Linked DNA regions of Arachis hypogaea: region 2 is linked to region 1. Evidence: chromatin contacts called from public Hi-C data. All regions are on one chromosome and are shown on one strand. The core of a region is the stretch at or near the end of the contact, and the rest is flanking DNA. Distances in the headings are between cores, read along the strand shown.

Region 1 (4,448 bases), core at 1,305-3,804:
AAATTAAAGCATAACTATAATCAATACTAATATTGTTTAATAACACCAAATATTTAAATCAATACAAATAACATAATATTATGCATTAGTCTAAAGTCTTATGCATTTTAAACATAAAACATTAACTTATAATCTTATAATGACTAATAATACAAAATATTAAAATTTATAATATTTAAATTTCACATAAGAATAGCCATCATCCATCACTAATAACACAAAATATTAATTGTGTATGATGACCGGACCACCGGACCAAATTTGGATGACCTAAGCTATGGCACAGATCCAATCCAAAATAATGATTGAGTCTATTTTTGAGACCATTATCCGATTCTAAACCCGATAAAATCACACTAAATTAACTTCTAAAATATTCAAAATCAGGCCGAATTTTCCGGGCCACGTACACCCCTACATATAAGTTGTTGAGACTTATGAGTAGCTGTATTTACATAAGTGTATTCTTTTGGATCATTACGTCTTATTCTATACATCTTCCCAATTTTATTTTGTACTACATCAATATTTAACTTTGTTGAGAAACTAATCTTTTTAACTAATAATTAAAAAATAATGAGAAAATTTCTATCCATACAACATTATTATTTAAAAACAGTAGAAATATGTCATTTTTTTTTTTTGGAAAAGAAAATACAACACGCATTATTTATTAGCCCTTAAAAACTCTCTTATGAGGACATGAAATGTTTGACCAAGCGAATGAGTGTTTTTGCTTTGTTGGGGTCCGTCAACTCTATGCCATGGCACCCCTCTTCCTCAAAATCACTCACCACACAAACACCCTTTTCCTCCAACAACTTCACAAGCTCCCTATCACGGTCAACAAGTGGGTCCCCACCGCACCCACTAACCATCACTCTCCACCCCTGATCCCTCACCTTCTCAACCCTCCAACCATCCACAGCCGTCAGATTGCAATACTCATTATCACGGTCAGCCCCAACGGGCAGCGCCAGCTCCCACATCAAATCATTAACCGACAGAGGAAGAACCGCATCATTCTCGAGCCTCAATTCTGACTCGGTCCTCTGGGTCCCACCAATGTACGGCTGACGTAATATCATCCCTCGGATTTTCAACGGCTCAAGATCACCTACCTCTCCTGAAGCTACACGTAGACCCGCGTAGTACGCTATCGTTGCCCCAGCACTGTTTCCCATCAAATAACACCTCGAGTAATCAACGTGTTTGGTCAACCATTCGTCCTGGCTGGATTTAATCCAATGAAAAGTTTCGACAGCATCGTCATATGCAGCCGGTAATCGGTGCTCCGGCGCAAGGCGGTACTCGACGGAGGCGACAACGGCGGCGGCGCCATCCGCAATGTTTACACAGAAATCATGGAACATGGTGGAAGCTGCACTTGATGTGACAAAGCCACTAGCATGAAAGAAAACAATAAGTGGTAGCTTCTTGTTATCGTTTGTTCCTTGTTTGGGTAGGAACAAGCGGAGCCAGGTGTCGTTGTGAGGGTTGATGGTGAGGTCTTTGGAGAGAACGGTAATGGAGAGGGTGGGGTCAGATTGGGGTAGTGAGCGTGACTCTGGTTTGCGCAACAGAGTGAGGGTTCCGTCTGGTTTTCGAATGATTTTCATGTGCTCTTCGCTGTGATCGGACATGGCTGTTTTCTCTTCTTTTTCTTTGTTGGAGTTATGGATGCTTTGAGAGTATGGAGTTTCAAGCCTTTTTAATTTATATCAGTAAAGGCGTGGAGAGCAAGAATAATACAGGGGGAATACACAACTTGCTGTTTTTATATTCATATTATGAAGCAAGTTGTCCTGCACAGTCAACAATTTGACTCCATTTTGAATCTGAATTTCTCATTAAATTTCTTCCTTTAGAAGATGTGCTTCATTCCAGAAATTAATTTATTTATGAAAGTTAAAAAGGTGAAGTACAAGTATATTGTATCATATTGTGTAATTCATAAATGTGGAACGGCTAAAGTTAACAATTTACAAAAAGCAGGATACATTGGACTGAGCTGAAATAAAAAAAACTGTATACACTGTAAAACGCAGCTTGTGTTTGGTATGGAATGAGAACGAAAATTCGAAATGTATTTCTATCTCCTGCATGCCAATACTTCGAAGTTTTAAAACGCAATATGTGTTTGGCAAAGTGCACAGGCAAAACGCAACCTGCCTTTGGCAACTTTTTTGTCTGCATGTGTGACACGTGTAAAAGAGAGTAGCGGAGCCGGTCTTTAAAACTAAAACGCAGGCCATGAGAGTTTTGAGAGTGAAAGGGGTTGGGGTTAAGGATGAAAGGGAGTAAGTTTGTGAGGAGGAAGAATAAGTGAAGGTTTGGAACTTCATTTAGTGAAAAAGGAAAAATGATTCGTAATTTTACTTTACCTGAAAAACACATTATTAAATATTTGAATCATTTTCAATGGGTAAGTAATTTTTTTTAATTTTATGATAAATAAAAATATTTATTTTTATGTCCTTTATTTATATGTTTTAACTAATAAATTTTATTATTATTATTATTATTATTATTATTATTATTATTATTATGATATCAATAATAATTTTTTTTATCATACTGTTAGTCATGAGATATTATTATTATTATTATTATTATTCACCACAAGTTTATACAAATATGGAGTTTTGAACCTCTTTAAGAAGTTGGACCCGATGTACAAGTACATGTACCATATTTTTGGTGGTGACCTTGCACTGTTACTGCAAGCTATTGCAGCGTTGATGGAGGTATGGCGGTCAGAAATAATACCCACACTATCAATGGTAACAACATATTTCCACAAATTGATTAGAAAAAACTCTCATGTGTCTACCGTCTCGCCCTCGACTATCGCAAATTCAATAGGCATAATGTTTTGGTTCCCATCTTTTGCAATCGCTACTAGAAGTATACCTTTATATTTTTCGTACAGGTGCATGCCATCAACCTGCACCAGTGGCTTGCATTGTCTGAATGCTACAATACACGGATAGAAGCTCCAAAAAATGCGGTGCAGAACTCTTACACCTTAAACCTCTTAACTCTCACGGTAAACGGGGAGCATTTTAATTTGAACACGAGACCTTGGCATCTTCATAGTTATTGCTTTCAACCATACTGGCAGAGTCTGGTAAGAAACTTCTCAATCACCGAAAATTTTTGCGACAGATTTCTGCTTTGCCAACCAAGTCTTGCGGTAACTTAAAGTGTAATTGAACTTGGATTGAACTTCTGCAATAATAGACTTCACCTTTATCGACGGATCTGCTTCGACCAATGGCCTAATAGCTTCTGCAATTGTGTCTGAGTCCAAATTGGCATGATCTTGTGAAATCATGCCTACGGTGCACGTGTGTTTGCCATTATATCTTCTGATCTCCCAACAAGCTTTCTTTCGAATCAAGCTAGCTCGAATAAGCCAATCACAACCTGCACCATAACCCTTGCATTTTGCATAGAATGTCTACGGTTCAAACTCATACACAGCGTAATCAGCTCCTCTATAGATAGTGTAGCTTTTGATTGCAGATATCACCGACTCTCTCGAACCAAATTCTATTCCAACACTAAACTTACCATCTTCTGCCGCAGTGTTGCCTTCACCTACAACATGCGCACCACCATCAGTCAGACAAGGCAAATAAAATAAACACCGTAGGTAACTTGAATTAATAATCATAACATACCCATGTTCACATACTCAGGAAATTTCGGGGCATGCATGACTTCGAGATCTAGAGTACGCATAAATGACGGAACACCAAACGGGTGCTGACTTACGATTTCATCCGCCTCATTATGCATCGCCGGATTGCCTGCCAGATCTCCGCGGCCGTCATCATTTTCGTCATCGACTTCATAGTTGGCTTCGAACTCCTCTTCACTGTCGTTGTTAGCTTCTTCTCAATCTATATCCCCGAGCTCGTCAACGTTGACCTCCTCGTCAAACGCGTCCAGCCCCGTATGTTGTTCGAACTCAATGTACAGCTCTATCACTAGCATGTGAAATCGGGTTTATCGATAAATATAGAACATCTGCTGCATGCTTGCTTCATCAGGGATGGACATTATTTAAAATTGTATCATCCCACCAAATACTTGTACAGGATTCCTGTACAAAATGTTGCTCACCTTTTTCGAAATGTGACTTTGTATGTTCACACAAAGACCATTTTGCAACTCTACAAAACTCGTGCCGTATGGAATAGCAAATGAAAACGGATATTCACAAACAAAAGTCACTCTTTCGTTTGTGTTCGATATAATCTCACCGTTATAATACACTCGTATATTTACAATATTCTCCATATTCTCACTTTTTTTTACCCTTCTAATAACCAAAAAATCTCACAAGCATAAAATACATGAAAGAAAGGAAAATGAGAGTACAAGTGAGGAAGCAGAAGTGAGGTGCAAGTTGAAATTAGCTGCGTTAGCAATTTATATGC
Region 2 (4,327 bases), core at 1,034-3,533, 73 kb before region 1:
CACCCACATGAAATCTCAGAAGCAAATAAAAAAAAAGAAAACTCTATCTAAGGCTCACATTAAGGAAGAAAAAGAGATTAGCTACAAAGAAGAAAGAAGAAGAAATTAGAAGTTAGGACACAAAAACACAAAACAAATTTTAGGTTGGATCAAAAAGATTTTTTCATTTTTGGTACACCCAAAATAGCTTGTTGAAACTTCCTTCCTCCTTATATACATTTCTGGTAAGATGAAGAAAATGGAGGCTATAGAGCTCTGCTATGAATCAACGTTCAAAAATTAAACTTGGAGCCAAATCAAGAATACACGGTTCAGATTCAAAAGACAAGATGAAAAAAGTTGAAAGAGAAGATGGAATGTATGGTTGCATACACTGTCTACTCATTGCTTATACTCCATCTCACCTCTGTAAATGCCGCTGCTACTACTAATTTTTAGGAGAAGATGTCAAACAAGTGATAAAGTAAGGTTTCATGCCCTCGAAGCTTCACTCATCTATTAAAGGGGTGAACGGCCAAAGATTTGAGTAAGGAGTAAGAGCACAATGTTTGGGTTTCCATAACTCACTGAGATGTTTTCTTTTCTTCATGTTTTTCATTGAATATCTTATTTTCTTAGTCTAGTCTTTCTTTGTTTTCAATGGTAAAAGGCATAACAGTGAGATTTGTATGAAAAAGCCATTGAGTGAAAAAAGGCAAGAGAGTTAGAATTAGAGAAAAGCCTATATTTATCTCAGAAAATCTTTGTAACTTTTTCTGTTTTGTTGTCATGATCCTAAGGGACTTCCCTTACAAGTTGGATTAGCACTTTGCTGTTGAAAGTTAGGGTGAGTTCTTAATCAAGTTTGGTTTGGATTAGAAATTGGACTTATCTCAGATATGATTGGGTAGAATCCTAAGGAGAATTGGTGAATGTCATCTTGTTGAAAAATAGTAAAATTCTATCATTGTTGTTATGAAAACTGGATGTAAGCTACATGGCACTGAGTAGCTGAACCAGGATACATCTGTGTGCCATTTCTCTTTTTCTTCTCTGTTTCTAATTTTGCATTATAGGAGACAAAACTAAAGTATCTCCTAATTCTACTCTCCAGCTATACTTCATTATAATATTTCATACCTGTAATTCTGTTTTGCCTCCTATCGCATCAAGAGACAAAATCAAAATAACTGTATCTCCTGTTTTCTACTCAAAGTATCTTCACATAATCTTAATTTAAAAGAAAAAATAAAAAGAAGCCAAGATTCAACCCCTTTTTCTTAATCAGTGATATCCATTACTCCTATTTCACTTTTTGCTGAGTTTCGTCTTTTCTCACTCTCCTATAAACGTGTGTTGTCACATGCTTCATCCTCGTTATCTTGATCTTTTAAAACTTCTTCTCTATTCCTCCTGACACTTATAGATTCCAGTGGTTTTGTCCTTTTCACTCCAAACCCGACTTAAACCTCGGCATTCTAGGGTTCCAAACAGTCTTGACTATTGGATTCCTACACTCTTTTTGACTATGACCAATAATACCACACTTTAAGCAGTAGTTATCCTATATCCTCTCATACTTGAAATCCACCCATATTTGTGATAAGTATTGTTTTCCAACCAAAATCCAGTTGGAAGAGACTGTGTAATATCAATAGCAACTTTGGCTCTTAAAAAAAGTCCTCTCCAACACCTTGTATTTATTGAGATCTTTTACTTCCAAGACTATTCTTATCATATTTCCTATTATGTCCGCTATTTCTGCACTTATAAGATCCAATGAACCTCTATGCATTTGTACCCACACATTTATTCTGTCATGATTAACTTCCAGAACTGACTCCGTCTTTGTCTATAACTTAAGGTTGATCAGCTGATCTCTAACATTCCATGAGCCCCTTTTTAGTATCTGTAATTCTCTCATCTTGTCCTCAAAGCTGATAAGTGCTTTGTTTCTCCCCATCTCCAAAATAGCTACTCCATCAGGATTATCCCATATCACCATGATAGCATTCTTGATAACTCTAAAGCTTTATCTCTTTTTCTAAAATTATCTCCCCACCAAGTTGATGTTCTCATAATAATCTGTGCTTTCCGATTGTTGCTTCTTCTTAATGGTTATTACTCTACCTTCTATTGGAATAAGACCATACGTTGCAGTAGTGATAAGGAACTCTCCTAAGAAAAACGACTCTCCTAACGAGAGGTTTGGCAATAACTTTTTTTTGGACAATGTCCAAGCTGGACAGCCCAACCGGAACCAAAAAATGCTCCAGGACCCGAACCGTCCATGACAATATTTTTGGGTTTGATTGGTTGAAATCTTAGGCCCGTATCATTTAAAATCTAGTCCAACTCGAGGTTTCTCAAACATATAAGAGTAACCTTTCTCAGACCCAAAACAAAACCAACAGCCTCTTATATATTTTAGAAGCTTAATACTTAAATGACCGAAAACCCAGAACCCAGAGAGTTTCTTCCAGTTCAAAAAGAGCCTTTTTTTGAAGAATACATTGTATGTAGCCTAGGCCTTTTGGGTTAGTGTGGTTACTCGTTTCTAATTTTTGGGCCTTTTATGATCATACCTTTCAAGTCAGAATAGACTTCCAAAACTACCCATTATAGATATTAAAATAGTCTATGTGAGTTGTGTAATGAAAAAAAAAAAAAAAAAAGAAAAGAAAAAGAAAACGACATTGATAATGGGATGCTGCGCCTGCGCATATGAGAGTGCATTGCAGATTTTGTCTTGAAAATTTCTACACTGAATTCAAATCTTCTTACATCAATAACTTTTTTTTTTTTTACCAAAATATGAAACTCGAACCCCCAACCTCTTAATTGAGTATGAAAAGACTATGTCATTTGAGCTATTACTCATTGGCCTCACATCAATAATCTTTATCATATTAAACATTAGCAAGTTTATTAATTCATTATTTTATTGATTAAATATGCATCAATAATAACATATAAATTTTATTAAATGCTCATGAATTTCAATATTAGGAATACTAATTTTTTTATGATTATAATATAAAAGTAAAAAAATTGTGCATCACATTTTTTTTTTCAATTTCTTTTATGAATGATAGTGGTAGATGACATAAAAAAAATTAGTAAAAGAGACGTATCATTTTTTCAATAATTGAATATAAATTGAACATTCTAAAATTGTGATTACAATAATTCTGTAAAAAAAAAGGAAAAAGAAAAGGCTAAGATACAAAATCTAAGGGGGAAAGAATGACAATTACACTATTTCTTTTCGACGTTTGGTGTATACTTCTCATACATATATATATAATATCTAGTGAAAAAGATATTTTTATATGAAAAATAAGAGGGTTTAATTATAAGCATTAAATTTAAATAAGTGGCTAGAATTAGATTACAAAAATTAAAAAGAGAATGTATATAATTAATGTGTTTGAAATTATAGAGAGAGAGTGTAATTAATATCCTTAAAACTAGAGAAAGAAAAAATAATTAATTTTAAATATTTTTAATTATATTATTTAAAATATAATTTAATATATGAGTTATGAAATAAAATAATTTTACCTGTTAATAAAATAAGTTAATTAGTCCATAAATAAATAATACATAAGTAAATATTATAAGTAAATATAATTAGAAACAAAATATTTTCATTGACTATGCATAAAGTAATCAATAAAAATAAGAAATATATATTTTTTTTATTATATTTTAAATAATATAATTAAAATATATATTTCTAAAATTATGTGATTTCTTTGTATTTATTCTTGTAAAATTGTTGCTAGATTAGTTTTAAATTTTTTAAAAGATTATCATAAGTATATTTAATGTAAATTAAAAATTTTAAAAATAAAACTAAAATAAAATAAAATAAAATTTAAAAATATTTTAAAATTTTTGATAAACTTTAAAAAAAATATATTTATCAAAGATTGACTTAGTGTAGATTCGTTCTAGAGTTTTATATATAGTATGTATATAATAAATGATAAGATGGCTATTAATTATGGAATTATAGTAGTTATAAAATTTTGACAACACTTTAAGAATATAGTTAAAATTAAAATTATATTTTTTATTAATAATTGTAATCTGATCACATTTTAATTTTTGTTTTTTGTTCTAAATTAATAAGTATTGTCAAATAATAAAAAAATGCAACCTTAAATTAATACATAAATTTTATGAAACCAAAACAAAATTCTTTTAATAAAAAATTGAAAAAAGAAATATGTTGAAAGAGAAAAGAAGAAGAAGAAAACACAGTGAAAAAAAAAAAAACCAAGAAACAGAGAACTATATAAGTATATATGTTTCTCTTTTACTTATGTATTATTTATTTATC

What was found. Hi-C and Micro-C count contacts between places; a contact is called where the count stands out from the background.
Region 2: a contact with region 1 is called in a Hi-C map of leaf, with 4 times the contacts expected there. The contact joins the enhancer-like site here to the promoter of LOC112751695 in region 1. A contact is called at or near these places in 3 of 8 Hi-C or Micro-C datasets (all in leaf).

What each region holds. Positions count from the first base shown.
Region 1 is chr15:156,798,651-156,803,098 of arahy.Tifrunner.gnm2.J5K5, reverse strand. LOC112751695 (carboxylesterase 1) reads right to left here and starts at 2,554. Exons shown (of 1, transcript XM_025800911.3): 1 at 586-2,554. The coding sequence starts at 1,643. The coding sequence ends at 693. LOC114925299 (carboxylesterase 1-like) reads right to left here. Exons shown (of 2, transcript XM_025800910.3): 2 at 53-414. The coding sequence ends at 352.
Region 2 is chr15:156,871,032-156,875,358 of arahy.Tifrunner.gnm2.J5K5, reverse strand. No RefSeq gene overlaps it. Among protein-coding and RNA genes, the nearest start is that of LOC112751699, 20 kb to the left of the region's middle. Within about 2 kb of position 2,283, at least 3 of the 3 cell types and tissues checked have open chromatin away from gene starts, as enhancers often do.